Regions from separate parts of the Rattus norvegicus genome. Here region 2 is linked to region 1. A link is a contact called in public Hi-C data. All regions are on one chromosome and are shown on one strand. The core of a region is the stretch at or near the end of the contact, and the rest is flanking DNA. Distances in the headings are between cores, read along the strand shown. Region 1 overlaps Auts2 (activator of transcription and developmental regulator AUTS2). Region 2 overlaps Auts2 (activator of transcription and developmental regulator AUTS2).

Region 1 (6,557 bases), core at 2,849-5,348:
TGGAAATTATACAGTAACACAATTGAAAATAAAAACAAAAAAAAATCTAAAAAATTATTAATGTATTTAATCATGCATTTATGTTAAACTTTAGAAATACAAAGAATTACACAAACTATAACAAATGACCAAAGACTTTTCAAGGGTCTATATTTTAAAAACCAGGAATGAGACAAGGTCACCATGCTGCAGTTTGTACCTGCTCCCAGAACTACCCTCGCAATTTGAGTAATATACACGACAGCAGTAATTACACAAACTCCATCGGAGGAAGTGTGATGCTTTACAATCCCGCTCGCCTATAGAATGAACCATAAGGCATCTGTGGGTTGCTTTCCTGGAGAACTGAAGGACCAACAATTAGCGAGCCACAAATGTAAGTATAATCACTGGAGCTAGAGAAACGAGACCCCAGCTATGAGGCAGCTGTCCTGAGACACCCAAGACCGTAAGGAGGCAGAATATCATTCGGAGAAGCAGGCATAATGTTTGTCCCTGATCTAGGAGGGTTTTAAGTCCCTTTCACAAGAGCTTAAGCTCAGTCAGGGAAGTAAATCTCCTAACTGCAGGTACACGGGCTCCAGCACTTACACAGCTTCAGGGGCTTGGAAGATGGATCAGAAAGAAAAGTGTTATCCACAGAAGCATGAAGACTTGAGTTCAGATCCCCAGCACCCATATAAATAAGTTTTGGTGGAACATGTCTACAATCCCAGTGCCAGGAAGGCAGAGATGGTAGGCTCCCTGGTTCTGAAGAAGTGTTGTCTCTCTCCTGACTGTGATCATTCCTTCAAAGAACATTTCCTTTTGGCATCACAAAAGAATGCCTACGACTACCAGTGTCTTAAAGTCTGAATTACTGAACAGTTCTTCCTTAACTGCCAGCCCAAACCTCAGACATGCTAAGTGGCCTTGACATGCTTCAAAACCCCAGCAGGAGAAGACAGATAAGGAACATTAACAGATTAAAGGGAACAAGTCTCATGCCTAGACCGCCCAGAGAAGAGGTCACTCCAACAACACCATCACGGGGTGACAATTGAAACCCCCCATGTCTAATGTCCAGACACAGCGAGTGATAGGCGTACAATCGGACACACGGTCGAGACGCCATGAAAGTTACAGGAAGGGACATAAAATGCTTCAATACTCTGGGTATGAATGGCAAAGCTCTACTTTTATCTGGTTTAACCTAGTGGAGCCCTCTGCTGCAACACTACATCATTGCTTGACACAACGTTTCTCTACTCATTTGTATGTGAAAAGCAGATACCCTTAGAGGATGGAGAGATAACGTCGTGGTTTGTGAGTACCGCTTGTGCACATACAACAGGAGTTGACGACAACTGCAACTCCAGCTTCAGGGATCTGACTCCCTCTTCTGGGCTCCATGAGCACTGACACTGCTGTGCACACATTTACCCACAAAGGCACACACATTTGGGTAATTAAAAACAATGAAATACCTTTAGAAAAAAACCCCTCAAAGGTACATTTTATTGCTTACCATTAACTGTGCACATTAATTATGTCATTTGGTGAAGATTCACAACTCTATTAGGTGGGTGGTGAAGGAGAAACAGATATATCACACACCCGGCCCAAGGTCAAACGACTACTCACACGAATCATTCTGCCGCATTGGACTTCGTTACACATTATTCAGAGGGAAATTTTTGACTACATGTCTCGGAAAAGAGAGATCCAGAACTGTTTAAGTCAAAACAGAAAATGTATTCAGTGAGCTGACATTTAAAAAACAAAAAGAAAACCCAGTGCACACTCCAACAAGTTTCAGGATGCTTGCCAAAAGGGAAAGAAAAACCCAGCAAATTGATTCCAAGTTGCCTATAATTTCATTTATATTTAGAATATGAACTGAGCAGGGGATATGTTTGCACAGAGAGAGAGAGAGAGAGAGAGAGAGAGAGAGGAGAGATAGAGGGAGAGAGAGAGGAGAGAGAGGAGAGAGAGGAGAGACAGAGAGGGGGAGAGAGAGAGAGGAGAGAGAGAGAGGGGAGAGAGGGGGGAGAGAGGGGGGAGAGAGAGGGGAGAGAGAGGAGAGAGAGGGGAGAGATAGAGAGAGAGAGGGAGAGAGAGGAGAGAGAGAGAGAGGAGAGAGAGAGGAGAGAGAGAGAGGAGAGAGAGAGAGGAGAGAGAGAGGAGAGAGAGGAGAGAGGAAAGAGAGAAGCGAGAGAGAAAGGGAAGAGAGAGAGAGAGAGAGGAGAGAGGGGAGAGAGAGAGAGAGAGAGAGAGAGAGAGAGAGAGAGAGTATTCAGAGTCTCCCCCAACCGTGCAGTCTGTTCCAATCCTCCTCTATTTTGTCCGCTTTGAGAACCCTTTGCAATATGCTTATGTAAATAGTTTTTCTTCACTGCTGTTCCCGTCTCTCAAATCTTCTGCATAGACTGGAAAACTGACAGACCTAAGCAGACATCTTTGGAACACAAAACCAGGAAGACATAAACAAATATAACCAGATCAAAAACAAAGGCTTCTTCAAAGCCCTTCGGAAAAATGAGACCGACGCAGCGGAAGAACTGAGGGAGAAGTACAGGCACTCTTGGGTTTGTCCCTTTGGGCAGGTATCGGTAACGGCACACACATCACCGACACGTAAATACAGACTCCATGAGGCATGGAATAGAGTATCTGCTTCATGAACGAGCAAAACATCTGGACTTTCACCTTACTTTACTGAAACCTCTACTATAGGACAGGAAAGCAAGCAGAAGGTTCTGGAATGAGGAGGGATACTGAAGAAAATAAGAGTGTTTGATAAAGCAGTTCTTCTTGTTAAGCTTCAATGGTAAGGGAGTTTAGCCTGTCCAAAACCGACAGTTCATGATTTCATGAGAAGAATTAGCTTATGTGTAGTGATTTCCACATTTCAAAGAGTCATCAAAGGCAATTAATGAGAAAAAAATTGCTATGGGACTCTACCTGATACTGACTCACCTTCACAGACTGAGCAATATACAGCACATTGTAAACAATACGTCTCAGGTGGGGGTGATGGGACAATCACAGAAGCATCGGTAAACACATTACTTCCATTTAAAAGCAAGAAACTAACCAACGGGGAAGTCAGTTCCAGAATTCGAGCCCTACATGTGATACTGTTGGAATGGCACTGGCACCAGAGCCCAGTTTTGAGGAGGGCTTGGCAACCCCACTAAGGATTTTGCAGGGTGATAACAGCACACTGTGGTATTGGAAACACATTCCGCAGAGGGGCATTTTTATCATAGCTGAGAGCGGAACAGACATCTGGTATGCATCTTCTCCATGTACGCTAATAACGTGACAGCTCTTGAGATAAGAAAAGTAAGTTGATGTTACCAAAGCAGCTTGAGCAAATGGAGTTGAGTCTACAGAGCTAACTGAAGTTGTCCCAGCATTAAAAAAAAATAATGATAACAAAAATAAAAACACTTCCAAATCCTAATCGAGGAGTCGCTAGTTACCGAATTCATCACTAGATAATAAAAGCATTCCAAAAACTAAGGAGGTCAAAAGCAGAACAAAATGTCAGTTCTTGAAATGGTGGGCTCCTTTCAGGGTAATCTCACTGACTCTACAAATGGCAATAGAAAGTTCAGGCTGCAACTGAACGCGGCGACGGTGGTGGCTTTGGCTCCGTTTTCTAAAAAGGAGGTGGGGTGAGGAGAGAGAGCAGGGAGAGCAGGCACCACAGCCTGCGGATCTTACTTCCAGCATCGCAGCCCACACCCAGCCTGGTGTGAAGAGATGGCAGATGGGACCACGTCTGTTCTTTCAACTGCTGAAGCAAGACACCTAGTGCATCCTGCTCCTCCTGTGAGCATGAATATTCAGGCCCGCTGCACAGAGCCGCCATGAGTGTGCTAACTGTCTGATGCAGGGCCAGAGACATCCTTACCATTCTCCTTGGATGATAGGGCCAGGAGAGCGTGCCTTTTGGGGCAAACTTAGGAAAGACTCAATATTCATTGAAATCATTTTCGTGATCCAACCAGGAAGACAGTCAGAGAGACATGAGTCAAAAGACGCCTGGCTAGCAATGTCAAAAGGGCGGAGTTTAAAGCAGCAGAACTACATTGTTATGTACTGACCATATTTCGTAGCATGTGTTCAGTGTTGGGTATTATGGTATCGAGTGTTTCGTCAGAGCACAGTCGAGTCCCTGTAATACTATCACACACGATGCTATGCTATCTTGTGGAAATGATGCTGGTTTGTAATTCTTCCTCATTCCTATCTTGAGAAGGGATACTGAACCCACGAAGGAAAATGTTGTTATAAAAGTTTAATGAAGCAACCATTTCTCTGTCTTTGAATGAAAGATAGTGTAATAATCCCAGAAATATATGTCCTCCATCAGTGGCCCTCCCCGCAGACCAGAGTATAAGGACCACAAAGCATATAGTGCATCTCTATTGGCTAAACAGAGGGGTGTGGTGATTGCTGGCTTAAAAGCTAGAAAGAGCTACCAGCCGAGTATGAGGGAAACACTATTGGAATGCCACCGCCCCTCACCATGGGCTAACAGGAACAGTGAAGCAAGACACTGGGCACACGGAAGCTCTTCCGAGTCCTTCGAAGAAGTCAAACAGCTCAGGAGTTATGAATTTGGCTGGCAAGAGCAATCGCGTTCCCCCACATCTCCTAAGCTCTCTAAGTGCCCCACCGAGGCAGATGCCTCCTGATCCTCAAGGCCCAACAGGTTAAACCCTTCAGAAATAAAACGATTCTCAATGAAAGGGCGGCAATCAGTGAGCTCGTTAGGAGCGAGGGGGGTTCCTTGGGTGTCATTTTTTCACACTGCCATGAGCATTTGTGATAGGAGTGGCCTGAAGGCAAGAGGAGGTGCGCAGGTGGAAGTGGAGGTGGACTTACGAAGTAGCCTGTCCCCAAGCTGGAAGGAGCTGAACTCTGCAAAGGAAACACAGACACAGAATGGAAAAGTCAGTGGCCGTTCTTAACATGTTCCCATCCACACAGCTCATTACCAGCCCTTTGTGAGTTTTTCATCACACCATCACATGCCCGAGCATGAGGCCCCTTGTCATCTGCTGCGGAGACACAGACACTGTTGCCTGATATTTCCCCCTCTCTATCTCTCAGCGACTCAGAGATGCTAACGTGCTATTTACTGGATTCCGAGCTTCTGCGGTGGACGTAATTGCCAATTTATTTGACAGGCAGCTGGGTAATGAATTAATGATGGCATTTCGCCCTGCACTGAGACTAAACAGGCACGTGGCAGCCTGCCTCCCCGACTTCCTGACATTCAAGGCCCGAGTCTCAAGCTATTTGGTTTTGTGGCCGCAGAGAGGCAGGCAAGAGGAAAAACGCCCAGACTGACTTGAAAATAAAAGACCCAATGGGTTTGGATGACTTTTTGGTATATGACCTACTTGCCAGTTTATTCCCCGAAGGCTTCGGTTAGCACACACTTGGCACTGTGCAAAAATTAGACATTTTGTAAACATAATTAGTTGACTAAAATGCAAAGAATCCGTGGGCACAGGGAAGCAGTTTTTGTCTCGATAATACCAATTCAGAATGCCACAGCTCTCACACAGTGAACCAACTGAAAATCAATAATTCCAAATTGAACTCAGGGTATAAAGTAGTGAGGAAAACAGAGGCCAAAGTATGACTATGGAGTGGGTTTGTACGTCTTTTTATTGCCTTCCAAGTGCATATATGCATGCCTGCAGTAGTTCATGTGTACGATGTGTATTGAGATGCCCTAAGGAAGTCAAAGGGGATTGGATCCTGTGGAACTAAAGTCAATGGCAACTGTGAGCTTCCCGAGGAGAATGCTAGGATCCCCATTGAGGAAAGCAAGGACTCTCAACCAATGGGTCATCTCCCCAGTCCCTTCCTCCCCCAACACTACACTCATTTATGGAACATTAGTGATCAAATGAAGGGCTTTCTGTTTTGCCAGGAACCAGTATTTGTCCAGCCTTGTACCCAGTTTTTGGACAGGGTCTCTGCAGTCTAGGCTAGCCTGTATCTCCCAGTACAGCTGTGGATAGCCTCGAATCCCTCTCCTGAGTGTAGGGACAACAGAAGTCTGTGACAACACCTGGTTTCAACACTGCCAGGGCCTCACGCATGCTAGTCAAGCACACTCCACCAATAAAGACACAGCCCTAGGCCTGGATCACTTTAGTTTATATGTTTTCTTTAACACCTGGCCTAAGACATTATTTAACATTTGCTGTCCTCTTTGCGGGCGAGGGAGTCACCAAATAAGCCAGAAAACAACCTGACCGGAATCTTTCCTTCCTAGCTCAGTAGCTTTACGCTGCCCTCACCGGCACAGAGAAGCCTGAACCACGCCGCCATTCAAGAGTCAACCGCTCCATAACACAGTCAATCTCCTATGCCTTAAACAGCAGGCAGGAGGGGACCATGTGCCTATTCACCATGTCTGCCACACAACGTGGACTGCAGACATGCGGGAGGAAGTGATCAACGTATAGATAGGTGGATTGTTGGCGACAGAAGAGGATAAGGAGATTTTAACATCTTTGCATCCACCACAGATAAGCTTTCTGTTG
Region 2 (6,984 bases), core at 683-3,182, 210 kb before region 1:
TGGTCTACAGAGCAAGTTCAAGCAGCCAGGAGTACACAATGATACCTGGTCCATACTCTTTCACACACACAAACAAACATACATGCACACATACACACACACACACACACACACACAATTGATAATGAGTAATATCTCAGTCTCTTGCTGGACTCCACAAGGAAAATGAAGACACTGATGTTTAAAAAAGATTCACTTTATCTGAGTAAGTGTTTTCCCTGCTTGAATGCATGTATTTGAGGTACATGCTTGGTGCCTATAAAGATCCGAGGGAAGCGGGATCCGCTGGAACTATAAGAACAGAAGGCTGTAAGTTGCCACATGGGTGCCCAGAGCTAAACCCAGGAGCTCTCTAAGAGCATCCGTACCTTTCAGTGCCAAACCATCTCTTTAGCATCTCCCCTTCATAATGGCGTTAGGTCTCTGCTTAGAGGATAGCCTGTCTACTAGTTGATGCCAAAACAAGCTCTCACTCCTATTGGGCTCCCATGAGAAACTGTGGAGAACTAAGATACCATCCACCTGCCATCCCAGGGGTTCCTTTCTCCATCAGTGCACAGTGCCAATGAACAGAGAGAAGGCCTCAGAGCCGAGGGCCGCTTTCTCTGCTGGATGAGATCTGGGCAGCGGCTGTGACTGCATACCTAGCTGCCTACAGTGGCGCTGGAAACTCCATCTCTGTCATCCGCAAGGGTTGGTATTGTTCTGTAGACCCAGCTTTTTTGAGGAAAACTAAAGGAGTGGCCTGTCGCACAGCATGACTTCTCAGATCCCCATTATGTACCTTAAAAATATCAACCTATTGAGACCCAAATACTTGGTTAGCAGGTTGCAGCCCTTTGAACAGGTTACCATGGATTTACGCTGGCATAATGGGGCCTCGTGATGTATGTTCCCTGTCACCGTTGAAACAACAGTCAGTGTGTCTGAGCGGGCCCACCTGCCAAGCAATATGTTCTCAATCCCTTAGGCAGAGCGGTGTGCTACTCGGCTAAGAAAAGGTCCCCCCGCTGAGCAAATGGCAGAGCCATGGAGCAGGGGCATCTGTGAGCGCCTGCGTAAAAGCCTTGGCTGGTTCTCCTGGCAGGAGCAGCAGGAAGGGGCAGTGGGGGGTACTGCTGACAAGCTCCACTGCACAGGGACAAGCAACAAGCATGCAGAATCAGGGGCTGCCTTCCTTCCCTCCCTGCTTTCCTCTCTCCCTGTTTTCTCCCTTCTCCTCTTCCTTCCGTTTCTCCTTTACCTTTCCTTCCCTTTTTTCCATCCTCCCTCTTTTCTTTCTTCTACCTTCCTCTCTCCTTCCTTTCCACCTCTCTGTCCTCTCTTTATTCTCACCCCCTTTTTACCTCTGTCCTTCCTTCTCCTCCCTCCTATGTTGTTCGTGGGGCCCGCCCATCCCTCCCTCTTGCTTTCTCTCCCCATCTCTCTATCCCTCTCTCTTTCTCCACCCCCTTCCCTCTCTCTGCTCTCCCCAACTCCTTCCTTTTGTTCTTCCTAATGGACTACCACAGGCTTCTGTGCACATTCATCATTATCTCAAATGGCTGGAGGGCGGATGCCTGGGGCCAATTGTTAACAGACCAGTATAACGAACTAGTGATGCCTCTCAGCGGCTGAGGGATTTTGTTAGCATCCAAAGGTGCTTGCTGATGCAGATCCTGCTTCCCACCGGAGAGCGGGCTGCAAACAGCCAGTCACCCAAGATCTGTGGAGGTCACATTTCATCACACTGCCTCCTCCAAGAACACCCACCAACCTGATGATGCGTGTCACCTGGAGATGTCCCTTGAAACAGAGGCAGGCACTACCCTTATGTAGGAAAAGAAGACTTTTTTTTTTTTTTTTTTTTTTTTTTTTAGCTCAGCATAGGCACTAGGGGTTTGGGCGGGGAATGCTGTGGCTAATTAGTGATAGCAGGAGGTCTGTGCTGTGAAGAATGCCTTGGAGGTGCTGAACAATTCTGCTGCTGGTTCCTCCTAAGATAGAAACGACAGTTAAATGAATAAGCCCTCTGTGGGTTATGTAACAAGCAAGGGGTGCAAGGCTGTTCTAAGCAGCCATAAAAATGCTCTACACTTCTTTTTTTTTTTTTTTTTGGTTCTTTTTTTTCGGAGCTGGGGACCGAACCCAGGGCCTTGTGCTTCCTAGGTAAGCGCTCTACCACTGAGCTAAATCCCCAGCCCCTTACACTTCTTTTTAAATGTGTGTGTGTGTGTGTGTGTGTGTGTGTGTGTGTGTGTGTGTTTAAATGCTATAGTGCATTGGAGAGTCAGAAGACAACCTCAGGTGTAAGTCTGTCCTCTTTTTCTCTTGATCCCCACCTCCATGTGTACCAAGTTAGCTTGGTGCACAAGCTTCTGGGACTTCCTTGTCTCCAGCTCTCACCTCACGGACGAAACATTGGGATTCCATTTCTTTAGTATCCGGCTTTCTGTGCATTCTCGGGATTCAAATTCAGACCCTCACACTTACACATAAGGGGCTTTATCTATTGCCCAGACGAAGACTGGCATTTTGAAAGCAATCCTGTTGAACCTCCTATTAAGATGTTCTAACACTCAAGAGAGTTCCAAAGTGCATGACGAGTCATGAACAGTCCCTGTCATGTGCCCTGAGAATGGGAAGTTTTCCATGACCTTGCTAATATGTGGTATTCAGAGAATGAAAAAAGTATTTTTTTCTGATTCATTTATTAAAAAAGCCAACGACGAAAGAACTAACCCGAGAGGCACAACAAAGCACAGAGCGACGGCCAATTTGGAACTAGCTTGCCCCTGATGAAAAGCCATGATTAGCTGATAAGCATTAAAGGAACTTGAATATACACAAGCAGGAAAGGAAGGCAGAGAATTTCGTCTCATTTAGAGGGAAATGAATGGGCTTCATAAATTCTTGGATACACGCAAAGATGACCCAAAGAGATGTTCAGTAGACAGCTCAGGTTGATACCTTTTCAGGCGTGTTTTTGTTTCTGTGTGTGTGTGTGTGTGTGTGTGTGTGTGTTGTGCATATGCATTTGCACATGTGCTTATGCATGTACGGATACGGATCCTCAGAGGCCTGTGTTTTGAGACCAGGCAGGGACTCACCAAGCAGACTAGACTTTCTGGTCAGGAAACCTGAGGAGTCTTAACAGCTTGTTCCCCTTCACTGGTAGGTATCACACATATGAGTCACTGTGTCTTGGCGTTACAAAAAGGATTGTATTTGTTTGTGTGTCAATGTATACAGACATACTAAGTCAGGTCTCTCCTTATACTACGCAGGTCCCGGGGAACAAGCAGGTCATTTGGCTAAGTCAATGCACCACTCCAATTTGGCTGTTAAAATGTGGTTTTTCTGCTGACTGAGCTCAGGTCCCCACAATTTTGTATCAAGCACCTTGTCCACGGAGCCATAGATCCAGCCTAGGTTTTTAGTCTCATTATCGTTCACTATACTATTGTTTTAGTTGTTTGTTTTCTGGTAAGGATATATCTAGCTATTTTAATAAAATAGTAAGAGGATAATCAGAAAACAGTATGAGGAAAAGCATATGCACTTAGACACAGGGAGAATTGTACTGACTGAAAGAAGGTTTGGTGACTGAAAATGTGGCTTGCCCAATACAGTGCTTACCTAGCATACATAATGTTCTAGGTCCAACTCACAGCATTGTAGAACTGGGCATCGTGGCCCAGGACTGCAAACTCAACATTTACGGGGGATCAGAGAGTTGGAGTTGGAGTAACTAAGAACACTGAATGCTCTTCCAGAGGACACAGGTTCAATTCCCAGCCCCTCACAACTGCCTTTAACTCCAGCTCTGGGGTATCCAAGACCCTCACACAGACACAGACACAGAAACAAAAAATATCAATTTGCATAAAATAATAAATAATTTGAAAACCATCTTTGGCTGTTAGTGAGCTCAAAGCTAGCCTGGGTTACATGAGATCGAGGGTCAACAATCCTCTCTGCCCTTTTCTGAAGAATTAGCTTTTCGGAAAAAAAAAAAAAAAAAAAAACCAGCAAGGAAGAAAAGTTATACAGGTAGAAAATGGACAGAGAGCCAGTGAAGAGAAAACAGGGAAGAGGTGGAAGAGGTGGAAAAATGGAAGACCAGCTCTTTGCAAGATGCAAAGGGACTTGAGGTTTTTACTCTTAGGCACGGGATTTTCATTTAACCTATGAGGCAAGGAAGAGCCGGTGGAAACGGTTGGGGTTGGGGATATGGTAAGCAGACTAATTCATAAGGTGTGCTCTGGGGTTCTTCAGTGGCTAATTTCTGTGCTGCTCTTCCAGAGTTCAGTCCCCAGCACCCATGTCAGGCAGCTCACACCCACCTGTAACTCCAGCTCCAGGGATCTCACACCCGCTTCTGACCTATGAGCGCACTGTATTCATGGGGCCAACATACAGAAGACACAGATGGATGGATGGATGGATGGATGGATGGATGGATGGATGGGAGGGTAGGTGGATGGGTGGATGGATGGATGGATGGATGGGAGGGTAGATGGATGGGTGGGTGGATGGATGGATGGATGGATGGATAAAGTATGACAGACAGGCAGATGAAAGATAGCAACTTTTAATTTATAAAGGTATGTTTTGAGGATCTTAATCATTCCCACGCTTTAACAGAGTTGGAAGCATAATAAGATGGAGATATGAATCAGCTATACAAACATGGTAAACAAAAGGGAGGAACTGCCATGGAGGAGAGGCTCATCCTTCAGACCCCAGAAGTGAAACGAACAAGAGAGGATGATCAGTAAAATCTAAGTCTGTGTGAAGACGCCATAATAACCCTTGTTACTCTGCACACAGTTAAAAACAAACAAAGGGGTGGGTACAATGGACCAGGAACTAAAGACCAAGCCTGACAGGAGAGGTTGGTCTGTGGGACCAACATAGAAAGAGGAGAGAACTGAGTCCTACAGATGTCCTGGCATTTCCATGTGCAGGCATGTGCACACACAAACACAAAGAAAATAAATAAACATAATACACTTTTAAAAACATTATTAGAAATGAGTGTAAACAAGAGGCAAATGAAAGGGCTGCAGAGATGGCCAAGTGGTTAAGGGCACTGACTGCTCTTGCAGAGGTCATGAGTTCAAATCCCAGCAACCACATGGTGGCTCACGACCATCTGTAATGGAGTGTGATGCCCTCTTCCGGTGTGTCTGAAGACAGCAACAATGCAGCCACATATATTAAATAAATAAATAAATCCTTTTTTAAAAAAAGAAAGAAGCAGAGAAACGAAATAACAATAACCAAACAATAGTAAAATCAAAATCCCCCCACCATTTTGGAAGCACTAAGACATTTGTTTACTTTTGAGCCAGTGTTTCATGTAGCCCAGGCTGACCTCAAACTCACTGTGTAGTCCCAGATGACCTTGAACTTCTGACCTTCTGAACCTCTGTTTTCTGAGTGCTAAGGTTGCTAGCATGTGCCTCTGTGGCTGATGTATGGGGTGCTGGAGACTGACTGCAAGGCCTCCTGCATGCTACCCAGGCACTCTACCAGAGGTCCAGCTCACTGAATTTTAACCAAGTTGTGCAGTTTACTCTCTGAACTCCTATCACGACTTAAGACATTTCTTAGTGGATTTAGTTTTGATTTCTCTACTACTGAGTAAAGGCAAACCCAGCAGGTCAATCCTCACTTTTCTTCTCTACCTTGTCAACGACTACACATTCTGTCATTACCAACTACCTAGTTTGTGTTTTTCTGACACCTGATTGGGATACTTCCCTTAGTATGGAATTTCTTTCTCTTTCGGTATTTTCCATGATGTAAGGAACAACAAGTTCAAGTAAGAACCAGATCTGGCCCACTAGATAAAGCATTATTTCTGTAGTGTGGTTGAAGTTCCTAGAAAGAATAGGACCTCACACCAAACTGTCTGCAAGCTGACTAACCTGTAAGAAGGGTCATTAATTGTGGAGAGGTTTGAATGTAACAGGTCCAGGGCCTGCAAGCTTTGGCTTCCTTAATAGCCATTCCTCATCCACCTCGTTGTCTTACCAATAGATAAAAAGGAAGGAAGGAAAAAAGGAAGGAAGGAAGGAAGGAAGGAAGGAAGGAAGGAAGGAAGGAAGGAAAGAAAGAAAGAAAGAAGGGAGGGAGGGAGGAAGGAAAGAAGGAAAGGAAGAAAGGAAGGAAGGAAGGAAGGAAGGAAGAAAGGAAGAAAGAAAGAAAGGAAGAAAGAAAGAAAGAAAGAAAGAAAGAAAGAAAGAAAGAAAGAAAGAAAGAAAGAAAGAAAGAAGGAAAGAAAGGAAGGAAGGAAGGAAGGAGGGAGGGCGGGCAGAAAGAGAGAAAGTAATTTCGGAATGTGTTAATTTAACGAAATTCCAGTTTCCGGCAACTAAGAGTCTTAGTGCCTAGCCCACAGTATCTGAGTCCACAGCTTTGCTGTCCCTACCTATCTGATGTTTGCGCCAATGTCCTTGAAAATCATCTGGAAATGGTTAGCACTGGAACATAGAGTCTAGTGTAACCCAAATCTGTGTTCCCTGGCCATGGGCACTCATACTTGGCTCCAGAATAAACTATCTCTTATCCCCTTTGAGGTGAGAGCTCTGTTTTTATGTTGACACCGGTTATCACTGCCAGGATCTGGCTTCAAAGGACATCTTCACAAGAATCATTTATACTCCAGTCGTCTGAATTAATCAGCTTCATTAATCGGCCATTTTAAGAAAACTATGCTTAAATAATTCTAAGCCAAAGATAAATGAGTCTGATAGGATATTCTTTTAGAAATGCACGACGATTACTTAGCCTTGCTCTAAATGTTCTTCAGTTGGGTCATGAGACTGTGGCTTCGGAGTCCTCTAGACATGAATGCCATTCAGCTGACTTTGGCTCCTTGTCATCGTCGGTCAAGGAGCCCAGCTTCCTCCTGTTTCTAATCAGATATCATTTGATGTTTACCCATTTCTGACACCTGGCTCTCAACAGGTCCCCTGCTGTCAGTTCAAGCTGGAT

What was found. Hi-C and Micro-C count contacts between places; a contact is called where the count stands out from the background.
Region 2: a contact with region 1 is called in a Hi-C map of prefrontal cortex, with 6 times the contacts expected there. The contact joins two enhancer-like sites. A contact is called at or near these places in 2 of 12 Hi-C or Micro-C datasets (frontal cortex and prefrontal cortex).

The regions. Positions count from the first base shown.
Region 1 is chr12:30,228,577-30,235,133 of GRCr8, reverse strand. Auts2 (activator of transcription and developmental regulator AUTS2) reads right to left here. Exons shown (of 19, transcript NM_001107136.3): 4 at 4,879-4,914. Among named protein-coding and RNA genes, the nearest start is that of Auts2, 490 kb to the right of the region's middle. Within about 2 kb of position 4,098, at least 22 of the 93 cell types and tissues checked have an H3K27ac peak or open chromatin away from gene starts, as enhancers often do. A contact at or near this core is called in prefrontal cortex, where this site is marked.
Region 2 is chr12:30,434,434-30,441,417 of GRCr8, reverse strand. The region is part of intron 4 of Auts2 (activator of transcription and developmental regulator AUTS2); the gene reads right to left. Among named protein-coding and RNA genes, the nearest start is that of Galnt17, 520 kb to the left of the region's middle. Within about 2 kb of position 1,932, at least 16 of the 93 cell types and tissues checked have an H3K27ac peak or open chromatin away from gene starts, as enhancers often do. A contact at or near this core is called in prefrontal cortex, where this site is marked.